2 separate regions of the Oryctolagus cuniculus genome follow, and region 2 is linked to region 1. A link is a contact called in public Micro-C data. All regions are on one chromosome and are shown on one strand. The core of a region is the stretch at or near the end of the contact, and the rest is flanking DNA. Distances in the headings are between cores, read along the strand shown. Region 1 holds the start of RPS10 (ribosomal protein S10). Region 2 holds the start of SMIM29 (small integral membrane protein 29).

Evidence for each region. A called contact is a pair of places that touch in the nucleus more often than the background predicts.
Region 2: a Micro-C map of ear pinna shows a contact between it and region 1, with 5 times the contacts expected there. The contact joins the promoter of SMIM29 here to the promoter of RPS10 in region 1. A contact is called at or near these places in 4 of 6 Hi-C or Micro-C datasets (ear pinna, psoas muscle, skin fibroblasts and 1 more).

The regions. Positions count from the first base shown.
Region 1 is chr5:134,951,658-134,956,948 of mOryCun1.1, forward strand. RPS10 (ribosomal protein S10) reads left to right here and starts at 3,570. Exons shown (of 6, transcript XM_002714611.5): 1 at 3,570-3,757; 2 at 4,369-4,518; 3 at 4,639-4,810. The coding sequence starts at 3,578.
Region 2 is chr5:135,090,534-135,095,350 of mOryCun1.1, forward strand. It overlaps SMIM29 (small integral membrane protein 29), which reads left to right and starts at 1,681. Exons shown (of 5, transcript XM_002714604.5): 1 at 1,681-1,747; 2 at 2,724-2,906; 3 at 3,011-3,036; 4 at 3,218-3,323; 5 at 3,427-3,759. The coding sequence starts at 2,796. The coding sequence ends at 3,492. LOC138849675 (a long non-coding RNA gene) reads right to left here and starts at 2,728. Exons shown (of 2, transcript XR_011388719.1): 1 at 1,989-2,728. It overlaps HMGA1 (high mobility group AT-hook 1), which reads right to left. Exons shown (of 6, transcript XM_070074181.1): 6 at 3,883-4,817.

The sequences.
Region 1 (5,291 bases), core at 2,320-4,819:
AGCAGCTTGGGGCTAGCGCCGTGGCTCACTTGGTTAATCCTCCACCTGCGGCGCCGGCATCCCATATGGGCGCCGGTTCCAGTCCTGGCTGCTCCTCTTCCAGTCCAGCTCTCTGCTGTGGCCTGGAGGGCAGTGGAGGATGGCCCAAGTGCTTGGGCCCTGCACCTGCATGGGAGACCAGGAAGAAGCTCCTGGTTTCAGATTGTCATAGCACCGGCTGTAGTGGCCATTTAGGGGGTGAACTAATGGAAAAGGAAGACCTTTCTCTCTGTCTCTCTCTCTCTCAACTGTCAAACTCTGCCTGTCAAAAAATAAATAAATTAACTAATTAAAAAAAAAAAAAAAGGAGATGCAGACAGGACCAGGGGCGGCCCTGGCTGGGGCATTGCTCTTCCTGGATCATGAACCTCTATCCTCTGTCCCTGGGGCTCCACAGCACCGGCAGCAGAGAGCCTGCTGGGCCGTGGTGCTGGCCATAGGGCCGTGCTCTCCAGGGCTTCCCCTGTGACTGCTGTGACACAGGGATTTTCATAAAGGCCCAGGGATCTCAGAAGGAACCAAAGAGCAACTCAAAGTCTTTCCAAGCCGTAGTTCACTCATTTCCAATCTGGTGAGACCCCCAGGAGTCCCTGGGGACGTGGACTCCTCAAAGTCACTGGTCCTCAACTTTGGCTGTTTCTGGAACTGCTGCCAACCCGTACCCAAAACTTACGTGTGGGAACATTGCTAACAGCTTATTTATAACAGCCAAACACGGGAACAACCTACACATTCACCAAGTTGGGACTGGGAGGCCGGTGCTGTGGCTCAATAGGCTAATCCTCCACCTTGCGGCGCCAGCACAGCGGGGTCCCGGTTGCCCCTCTTCCAGGCCAGCTCTCTGCTGTGGCCAGGGAGTGCAGTGGAGGATGGCCCAAGTGCTTGGGCCCTGCACCCGCATGGGAGACCAGGAGAAGCACCTGGCTACTGGCTTCGGATCCGCGCAGTGCTGCACCGGCTGCAGCGCGCCGGCTGTGGCGACCATTGGAGGGTGAACCAACGGCAAAGGAAGACCTTTCTCTCTCTCTCTGTCTCTCTCTCTCACTGTCCACTCTGCCTGTCAAAAAAAAAAAAAAAAAAAAAAAAAAAAAAAAAAAAAAAAGAAAGAAAGAAAGAAAGAAAGAAAAAGAAGTGGGGACTGGGTAGACAAATTATCTTTACATGGAACGCCACTCCACAGTAACCACCTAGTGACACCCGGGCCAGGCCTAACAGTGCGGAGGGGCCGCTGGCCGGGCCCAAGCTCGCACGGTGGTGACATCGGTCCGCAGCGTACTGGGAGTGAGTGGAAGAGATCCTCCCGGGGACTGGACGCAGTGTGGTCTTGGTCTCTGTGTGAGCCAGTCCTGCAGCACCCTGGGCTGAGGGGAAGCCTTTAGGAGGGAAGAGGTTTATTTTGGCTCACAGTTTGGAGGGTCACAGTTCAGGATCAGGCAAACCCCCTAGTCTGGCCTTGGTGGAGCTTGGCAATGGGGATGCTCCACACGCAGGCCAGGGGCACACCCTGCCCTCCACACTCACCTGTCTGTGCTGAAAACCATCAGGATTGGATCATGGGGCCCCACCCTGACAGCCTCGTCCAATCTAATCACTTCCTAAGGCCCCACCCTCAGACACCATCATTCCGTTAAGTTCCATCTTAATCAACTAGCATGAGACTCTGGTGGGGGGGGGGGGTCAAGACTTTATTTAGTGCATGGGGAGACACTTAAATTGTTTTCCAAACCATCACTGCCTGGATGGTAGTTAACATAGGAGCTCCAGGCTCCTGGCTTTGGCCCAGCCTTGTCTTCGCTGTTGCAGGCATATGGGGGAGTGAACCGGCCAATGGAAGATCTCTTTCTCTCTCTGTCTCACCCTCTCTGTCACTCTGCCTTTCAAGTAAATAAAATAAATCTTAAAAAAGAGAGAGAGAGACAGAAGTCTCCCATCCACTGGTTCATTCCCCAGATGCCTGCAACAGGCAGGGCCAGGCCAAAGGCAAGAGCCCAGAGCTGTCAGGGTCTCATAAGCAGACAGCGAGGACCCAACCTCTTGAGCCATGCCCTGCTGCCCCCCAGGGTACACATTAGAGGGAAGCTGGGATTGGGAGCAGAGATGAACGCAAACCCAAAAATGGGATACAGGTGTCTCAAGTGGCATGTTAACCATTGTGTCAAATGCCGCCCCAGGTTAAGAGCTTTTGTATGGGGGCCGGCTCTGTGCCGTAGCTGGTAAAGCCACTGCCTGCAGTGCCAGCATCCCAAATGGGCACTGGTTCAAGTCCCGGCTGCTCCTCTTCCTATCCAGCTCTCTGCTATGGTCTGGGAAAGCAGTAGAAGATGGACCAAGTCCTTGGGCCCCTGCACCTGTGCCGACCTGCAGCACAATGAACTGGGTTTCCTGAAACAGAGAGTGGGAATGTGGGGACAAGGACGCAAAGAATGGAGCCAAGACAAGTCCTGATCAAGGCTCCTTTATTGAACAAATCTAGTAGTATTTAAACATGACCAGTTGTTCAAGAAGGAGCACAAAAGATTTACATATCAAAAAAGGCTTTTAAGGTTACAAAGAGTTCCCGACAAGGTTCTTAATTATTGATTACAGGGTACAATAAAACACTTGGGTGATAAATGCAGGTTTCAGCTGTGACTGATTATCTATATCATCTCTCGTGAAAGGTTTAGGTTCTTCCTGCCTCTTCCCGGAATCTCCCTAGCCTAATTGTCTGCCCACAGCACCCACATGGGAGACCCAGAAGAAGCTCCTGGCTCCTGGCTTCAGATCACAGCCACTCCGGCCGTTGCAGCCAACTGGGGAGTGAACCAGTGGATGGAACACCTCTCTCTCTACCTCTGCCTCTCTGTAACTCTGCCTTTCAAATAAATAAATAAATCTTTAAACATATATAATCAATTAGAGTGTTGATTATTCACCAGCTGACTTCAACAGTCATTAAAATCAGAGATGTTAACGTGAAGAGATTCTCAGAGGAAAAAAGCTCACAAAACATGTCATACATAACACATGTATATGGGCCGGCGCCACGGCTCACTAGGCTAATCCTCCGCCTTGTGGCGCCGGCACACCGGGTTCTAGTCCCGGTTGCCCCTCTTCCAGGCCAGCTCTCTGCTGTGGCCCGGAAGTGCAGTGGAGGATGGCCCAAGTGCTTGGGCCCTGCACCCCGTGGGAGACCAGGAGAAGCACCTGGCTCCTGCCTTTGGATCAGCGCGGTGCGCCGGCCGCGGCGGCCATTGGAGGGTGAACCAACGGCAAAAAGGAAGACCTTTCTCTGTCTCTCTCTCACTGTCCACTCTGCCTGTCAAAAAAAATATATTAAAATGTTAAAAATTTTTTTTCTGGCTTTTTTGGTTATTGTTACATTATTATTTTATCTTCATGTTCTCTTTCTTCCTGCTCCAAGAGTATGGAAGAGTCACCTGCAGTTAAACTATAGGGCAGGGAAAACAAACACGCTACCAGCGTCCAGTTTCAGCGGGAACACAAATAACCAGAGATTGAAAACGCAGGCGTGATCCCGACAGCGCTGTCCTCGCGCATGCGCACGAGGGCGGGCAGAGCAGCGGCGAGAGCCTCGCGTCCCTCAGGCACCGCCGAGGCCACCCCAGACAGCGCGCGGGTCCTGACGGGGGGCGGGGCCACGCCAGCCCGGAAGAGACGCTGCGCCGCGCATGCCCCTTCCTTTCCGGCCTCGGCTCCGAACCCTACAGCCGCCGCGGTGAGTTCTGGCGGGGTTTGGTTTCCATCGGCACCCATCGGGGCCATCCTGCCGCCGAAGCGCCCCCGCTTCTGTAGGGTCGGGCGGGGGCCTTCTCTCATTCTTTCCACGCATGTATTTTTGAGCAGCGAGAGGGTCTGGGGCGCCTTTCCCTGGGTAGAGGGACGCGGGTTGGCGAAGATTGGCGTCCGGTTGACGGCAGGAGGATGAAGCTGTTGCGCGAGGGGGCCAGCCGGGCGAGGCTGGGAAGACAGCAGCCTGCCTGCACACGCTTAGCTCGGGGAAGACCCGAGTCGGCGCCGCCTGCCTGGCTGGCGCTGGAGCTCTAGTCGGGGAGGAGTGGAGGGGGCGAAGGCCTTGGCGCTTCGCCTTGGAGTCAGCAGCCTGTCGAGAAGCGACAGCTTTCTTCCCCGGAACGTGTCTGCGCGCCTTAGGGTGCAGCCGCCGATGGTCCCCAGGTACCCACAACGCAGTCTGCTGCTGCTTCTCTTCCGCATACGCCGTCGGGGGCGCGTGCAGTAGTTTTTCGATCTGCACATTTCTGTGGGGTGCCCAGTGGTTTGGCGGGGTCGTTATGAGGCCCGTGAACTTGGCCATTTTCCTTTCTGCAGATGTTGATGCCCAAGAAGAATCGCATTGCCATTTACGAACTCCTCTTCAAGGAGGGGGTGATGGTAGCCAAAAAGGACGTGCACATGCCGAAGCACCCGGAGCTGGCGGACAAGAACGTGCCCAACCTCCACGTCATGAAGGCCATGCAGGTGTGTGTGGGGCTGGGAGTGGGGTTTTGGGTCATCATCAAGGCCAACTAAAAGTGTTTGCCTCTCGTTTTGACCCCCAGGCTTCGGCGGCGTTTTTAACGGTCATTTTCTGCCTTGCAGTCGCTCAAGTCTCGAGGCTACGTGAAGGAGCAGTTTGCGTGGAGACACTTCTACTGGTACCTCACCAACGAGGGCATCCAGTATCTCCGGGACTACCTCCACCTGCCCCCTGAGATCGTGCCTGCCACCCTGCGCCGCAGCCGACCCGAGACCGGCAGGCCCAGGCCCAAAGGTACACGGCCAGGGGCCTGCTTGGAAGCGGGAGGAGTGGGTGTGGGGACAGGGGTGTTCTCGGGAGACATCGTTGGTGTCAGCTGTAGAAGGGTTATGGCACACGGACTCTTGGTCAGGTTCGGGAACCTTTGTCCCCTGACGTGGGACTTCCATCCTGGAATGGCCTTAGACGAGTAGAAAGTTGGTCTGTCTTCTCCAGTCCTTGTGCAAATATCCAGACATGGGGTAGAGCATTGAGTGACCATTTTGTGAGCAGCAGAGTGAGTTTGTGCTTTCTCAAGGAGTCCAAAGCAAAACTAATCATTGTGGGGAAATGAACCATTTTGTATTTTTTTGGCAACGGGAGCAGAAATTACAACGTTAGAGGGAAAACAGATGCGTGTACAACTGTGGCGTGCAGTGCATCTTGGCTGGGGAGCTATCTTCTGACTCCTGAGATCATTGCTGGCTAAGAGTTGCTTGTTGGCAAAGGGTTGGGT
Region 2 (4,817 bases), core at 431-2,930, 140 kb after region 1:
TTTTTTTTTTTTTTTTTTTTGTAAAGACTTATTTATTTATTTGAAAGGCAGAGACAGAGACAGGGAGAGGTCTTCCATCCATTGGTTCACTTTCCTGATGGCTGCAATAGCCGGAACTGCACCCATCCAGGTGCCAGGAGCCAGGAGCCTCTTCTGGGTCTCCCACTCAGGTGCAGGGGCCCAAGGACTTGGGCCACCTTCTACTGCTTTCCCAGGCCATAGCAGAGAGCTGGATTGAAAGTGGAGCAGCCAGGACTTGAACCAGCGCCCATATGGGATGCCGGCACTGCAGGCAGTGGCTTTACCCGCTAGGCCACAGCACCAGGCCACTCTGCCTTCTTTTACAAGTATTTTTATTCCATTTTTATCTCATTTGTGGGCATCTGTAACTCTATGATTCTGTTAGTTATTAGGGAGCTTGATGTGAGGCTAAGCAGCCCGGACTCAAGATACCCCCACGGGATGCCAGTTTAGAAGGCAGTGGCTTGCCCTGCTGTGCCACAGCGCCGCCCCGTGCCTGGGTGTTTATGGGTCACTGTCTTGACAGATGCCAGGTACTATGAATGCTACCATGTTGCAGGCCGGATGTCTTCCAGGTCTATGCCTGTCCGCAACCCTCGTTCTGCAGTGCGGTCGCTTGCAAACAGCTCAACCTTTTCAGGTCTCGCCTTTGCCGGTTCGCTCTGACGCCTCAGTCCTCTTGCCCTCCGCCAAGCTGTAGCCACAGCAACACAGAGAGGGAGAAAGCCCGAGCAGCCTCAACACCGGCAGGAAGAGGCCAGGCAGAGCTGGAGCTGTTCCCGGGCTGGGCTTGGGGCGGCCCCCGCGCCGGAGGAAGCCACAGGGCTGCCCCACCACGCCGTTCGCCTTGCCCTGGACTATCAGGTCGAAGGCCTGGCGGCTCAATACGGCGCTCTAGGCCTCGGCTTGCACAGCGTCACCTGAGGTCAGGGTGCTCTGTCCCAGGAGCGAGGAAAGCTAAAACACGCCGAGTCCCTCACCCTGACACCTGGCCCCCTGCACACACTAGCCTGACGGGCATGAGCGCTCAGACATGGGGCCGGAGGTCCGAAGGACGAGGGCAGAAGCCGCATGCGTGGACGGCCATCACGACCCCTCGCTTGCTCCTCACGTCCTTGCAAGGCCAGGCCGGCCCAGTTCTGACAGGAGCCAGGGCCGGGGGTCTCTGCGGCCTCCAGACTCAAAAACCACAGAACACAGAGAAACCCACCCGGGACCTGCAGGCGCCGGCGTCTCGTGCGTGCTTGCCCTCCCGCTAAGACAGTCCCAGGGGCCGGCCAACCAACACTGGGCGAGGCCTTGCGGGCCCGGCGCTCGGGCTCCAACCAGGCGGCGGGCTCCGAACCCACGCCGGCCGCTCCCGGAACCCGATCCGCAGCTTCGGGCGCGCAGCCCGCCTCGGCCCGGGGGCCGCCGGGAAACCGAGCGCGCCCGGCCCGCCCCTCCTCCCCCGCTGCGCAGCCCTCGGTCGCCCCCTGCCGCCGCCGCCGGGGCCCTGCAAGCCAGGGAGCTTCCCTCCGCCCCGACCCCGCCCCATGCACCCACCCCGCCTCCGGATTGGCGGCTCCAGAAGGCTCCAGGCCGGCCTCCTTCCACCACCGGATTGGCTGAGCCCGGCGGCCCAGGCCCCGCCCACTTCCCCGGGTCCTTTGATCACGCGCTGCGGGCTCTTCCGGGGCCGGGGAGCCAAGCGAGGGCGTTCCTGTCGGGGCTGCGGCGGCGGGAGGTAAGGCATGGCCGGGGTGGCTGGGCAGCGGAGCGCCGGCATCCCAGGATGCCGGGGCGCGGGGCGGCCCCTCGGCGCTCCCCACACCCCCACCCCGGCCTGAGCCTCCCCGCGCCGTGGGAACTGCCTCCCGCCTGCCGTCTCTGGCCCGTCCTGACGCCCTCCCCGCCCTGGGAGCAGGAGAGGGCACTGGGTGACGGGGGCGAGCCCAGCGCCCCCGGGACACGGCGCGGTCGCTCACCCCTGACGCCCTGACAGAGACCCTGGAGAAGCCGGGTCAGGGCCCTCGGTTCACCAGCGTGCAGCCGCCCCGGGACGATCTCGCGTCTGTCAAAGGGAGCTGACCCGCTCCCCTTCCGCGCCCTCCAGACCAGGAGGGAGGGACCTGGGCGGAGCCCCGGGTGGGGACCAGAGGGACTCGAGGGAGGTGACATCATCTCGAAGATACAGGCCAGCCCTGCCCGCTGTGTGCACCCTGGCGTGGGGACCGCCGAGGGGATGTCCGGACTGTGTCTGGGGTGACCCCAGGGCCGAGGAGGGCACAGAGCGCCGGCATGTGGCCTGTAGTCGAAGTGTGGGGGTCGGCTGGGGCGCTGCCGCCTCACCCCCAGGCCGCAGCTCAGGACCTCCCTATGTTGGCGTGCGCCCCTGGGCAGGAACTGCAGCCCCGGTGCCCAGGTCTGAGGGAACAGGGAACTTGCTACTGACCTTTCCCCAGAAGTGGAGGCTTGCAAATGTTTGCCCGGCATCTGATCCGAGCCCCACCCTGATTTCGGGATAAGAGCTGGACAGGACTTTGGGCACCAGACCTAGGCCTTCTTACCGAATTTGCGGAGTTCTGGGCTGGTTACACCCAGCAGGGGTGTCTGGGGGACCCCTCATCCCAACACTTGACCTAGGGCCCGTATTCATAGTGCTCCCTGGGTGGGGGTGTAGAAGTCTGGGTGCAATGGTAACCTCCCTTCCTCCTCCCCAGGGAGCCCGGTGGAGGCGCCCTCCCAGGCACCACTGCCCATGCTGACCACCGCGCGCTCCGCCTGCCGGTGTCATGAGTAACACCACAGTGCCCAATGCGCCCCAGGCCAACAGCGACTCCATGGTGGGCTATGTGTTGGGCCCTTTCTTCCTCATCACCCTGGTCGGGGTGGTGGTGGCCGTGGTAAGGAGCCCCCCCCCCCCACCTCTGCACACATCTCAGCTGTGTTCTGTAAGGGGGCGGGGGGCCTAGCAGCCCAGTGCTGCCCAGTGCTGTCTCTGTTGCAGGTAATGTATGTCCAGAAGAGAAAACGGTGAGTGGCACTGCCCCCCACTGCTTAAACTCCTTCCCCTGAGCCCTCTGCACCCTCATCCCTCGGGAGATGTTCCCCCTGCCCCCACCAGCTCTCCAGGGAAGGGCCCGTCCTTGCCTGGGGTCCAGGCAGGTCTTGTGAGGGTTGGGGGCCTGGGCTGAGCATCCCGCCCTGCCCCCAGGGTGGACCGGCTTCGCCACCACCTGCTCCCCATGTACAGCTACGACCCGGCTGAGGAGCTGCACGAGGCTGAGCAGGAGCTCCTGTCGGACGTGGGAGACCCGAAGGTGAGTAGGGGCAGGGGAAACCCAGGCTGCTTCTGCCCTCCCCACCTGGGCGTGGCTGGGGGCGCCTCCTCCAACCCAGCCTTGTGTGACCTCCGCCCCACAGGTGGTGCACGGCTGGCAGAGTGGCTACCAGCACAAGCGGGTGCCCCTGCTGGATGTCAAGACCTGACCTGAGCCCCCGGCCGGAGCCTCGGGGGTCCTGCAGTCTGCTTCCCCGCCCCCCCAACTCTGCTCAGCAGCCTCACCCTGCCCTCAGCCCTCACCCACCTCCCGGCACTAATGGGGGCCTCCTCCCCGGGGCAGAGGCAGCTGGGAGACAACTTTGCTTTCTATAGGTTCCCTGGATCCTGGACTGGCTTTGGGTTTCCACAGCGAGGGACCCAGATGTATAATACTCAGTATACATATTTTGTAAATAAATGGTTTTGTGGCTAGAGACGCGGCAGAATTCTTCAAAGGGGGTTAAATTACCTGAGGCTCCAACCCCAGCCTGAGGTCCCCAGAGTGCCACTCCCCCTGCCACCCCCGCCCCCCAGGCCTTAGAGCACAACCACACTCCTTTCCAGAAAAGGATATTTTTTTATTCAAGTAACTGCAAATAGGAAACCAAAGGGGGAGCCCCAGGCTGGGACATAAAACGGCTGCCCCCTCCCCAACAGAACAGGGGGAGAAGGCGGCTCCTACACCCTTCAGGACAAACACGGGCCCCCTGGCTCTGCTGCAGCACCCTCGGGGTGAGGCCCCACCTTCCCTGGGCCTGAGTGTCAGGGCCCCAGCCTGCTGCGCCCCAGCCCCCTTGTCCCGGGGGAGGGATGCGGACAGAATGAGGCGGGCAATGGGGGGAGCGTTCGGCGCTGACAGCAGCAGCGGTGATGGGATGTCTAAGGACAAAACATTGAACAAAAAACAACACAACTGTCCAGAGGTAGTTTGTGAACAGAGGAAAGATGGAACCAGAACCTTGGGGGGTGGGGCGGAGCAGGAGGGGTGGGGGCGGGCAGGGCTAGCTCCTTGTTATTAGTGCCCCATGGGAGGGAGACAGGCCTAGAGCAGAAGCAGGGAGGGGTGGGCACGGCCCCAGCCCCCCTCGGGTGGCTGCCACAGGGACCCTGGGCCTCACTTGGACAACAGGCGACCCTGCTGCACGTCTAACTGCAATACCCAAATCCCAGAGTGGCTGCAGGGTGGGCAGGCGGCTGCCCATCCTCGGACAGGGACCTGGTGAGGTGAGGGAAAGCAGAACACGGGGTGGGAGCCCCACCTGGTGGCTGTGGTTATTGGGGCATCCCAGGGGGCTATTGGCCACACCTGCTGCCACCAGGGCAATGGAGTGGTGCATGTCAGAATGAGATGGGGCCTGGGCCCCTTAAGGCCAGGGGAGCCCTCTCAGCCCCCTCTCTGGGAAGCCAGAGGGAACAGTAGAGCCGAGAAAGGGCCCCCAAACCAAGAGCCCACAAAGCAGTGTTCCCACCGGCCAGGGAGCGGGGTCGCGGC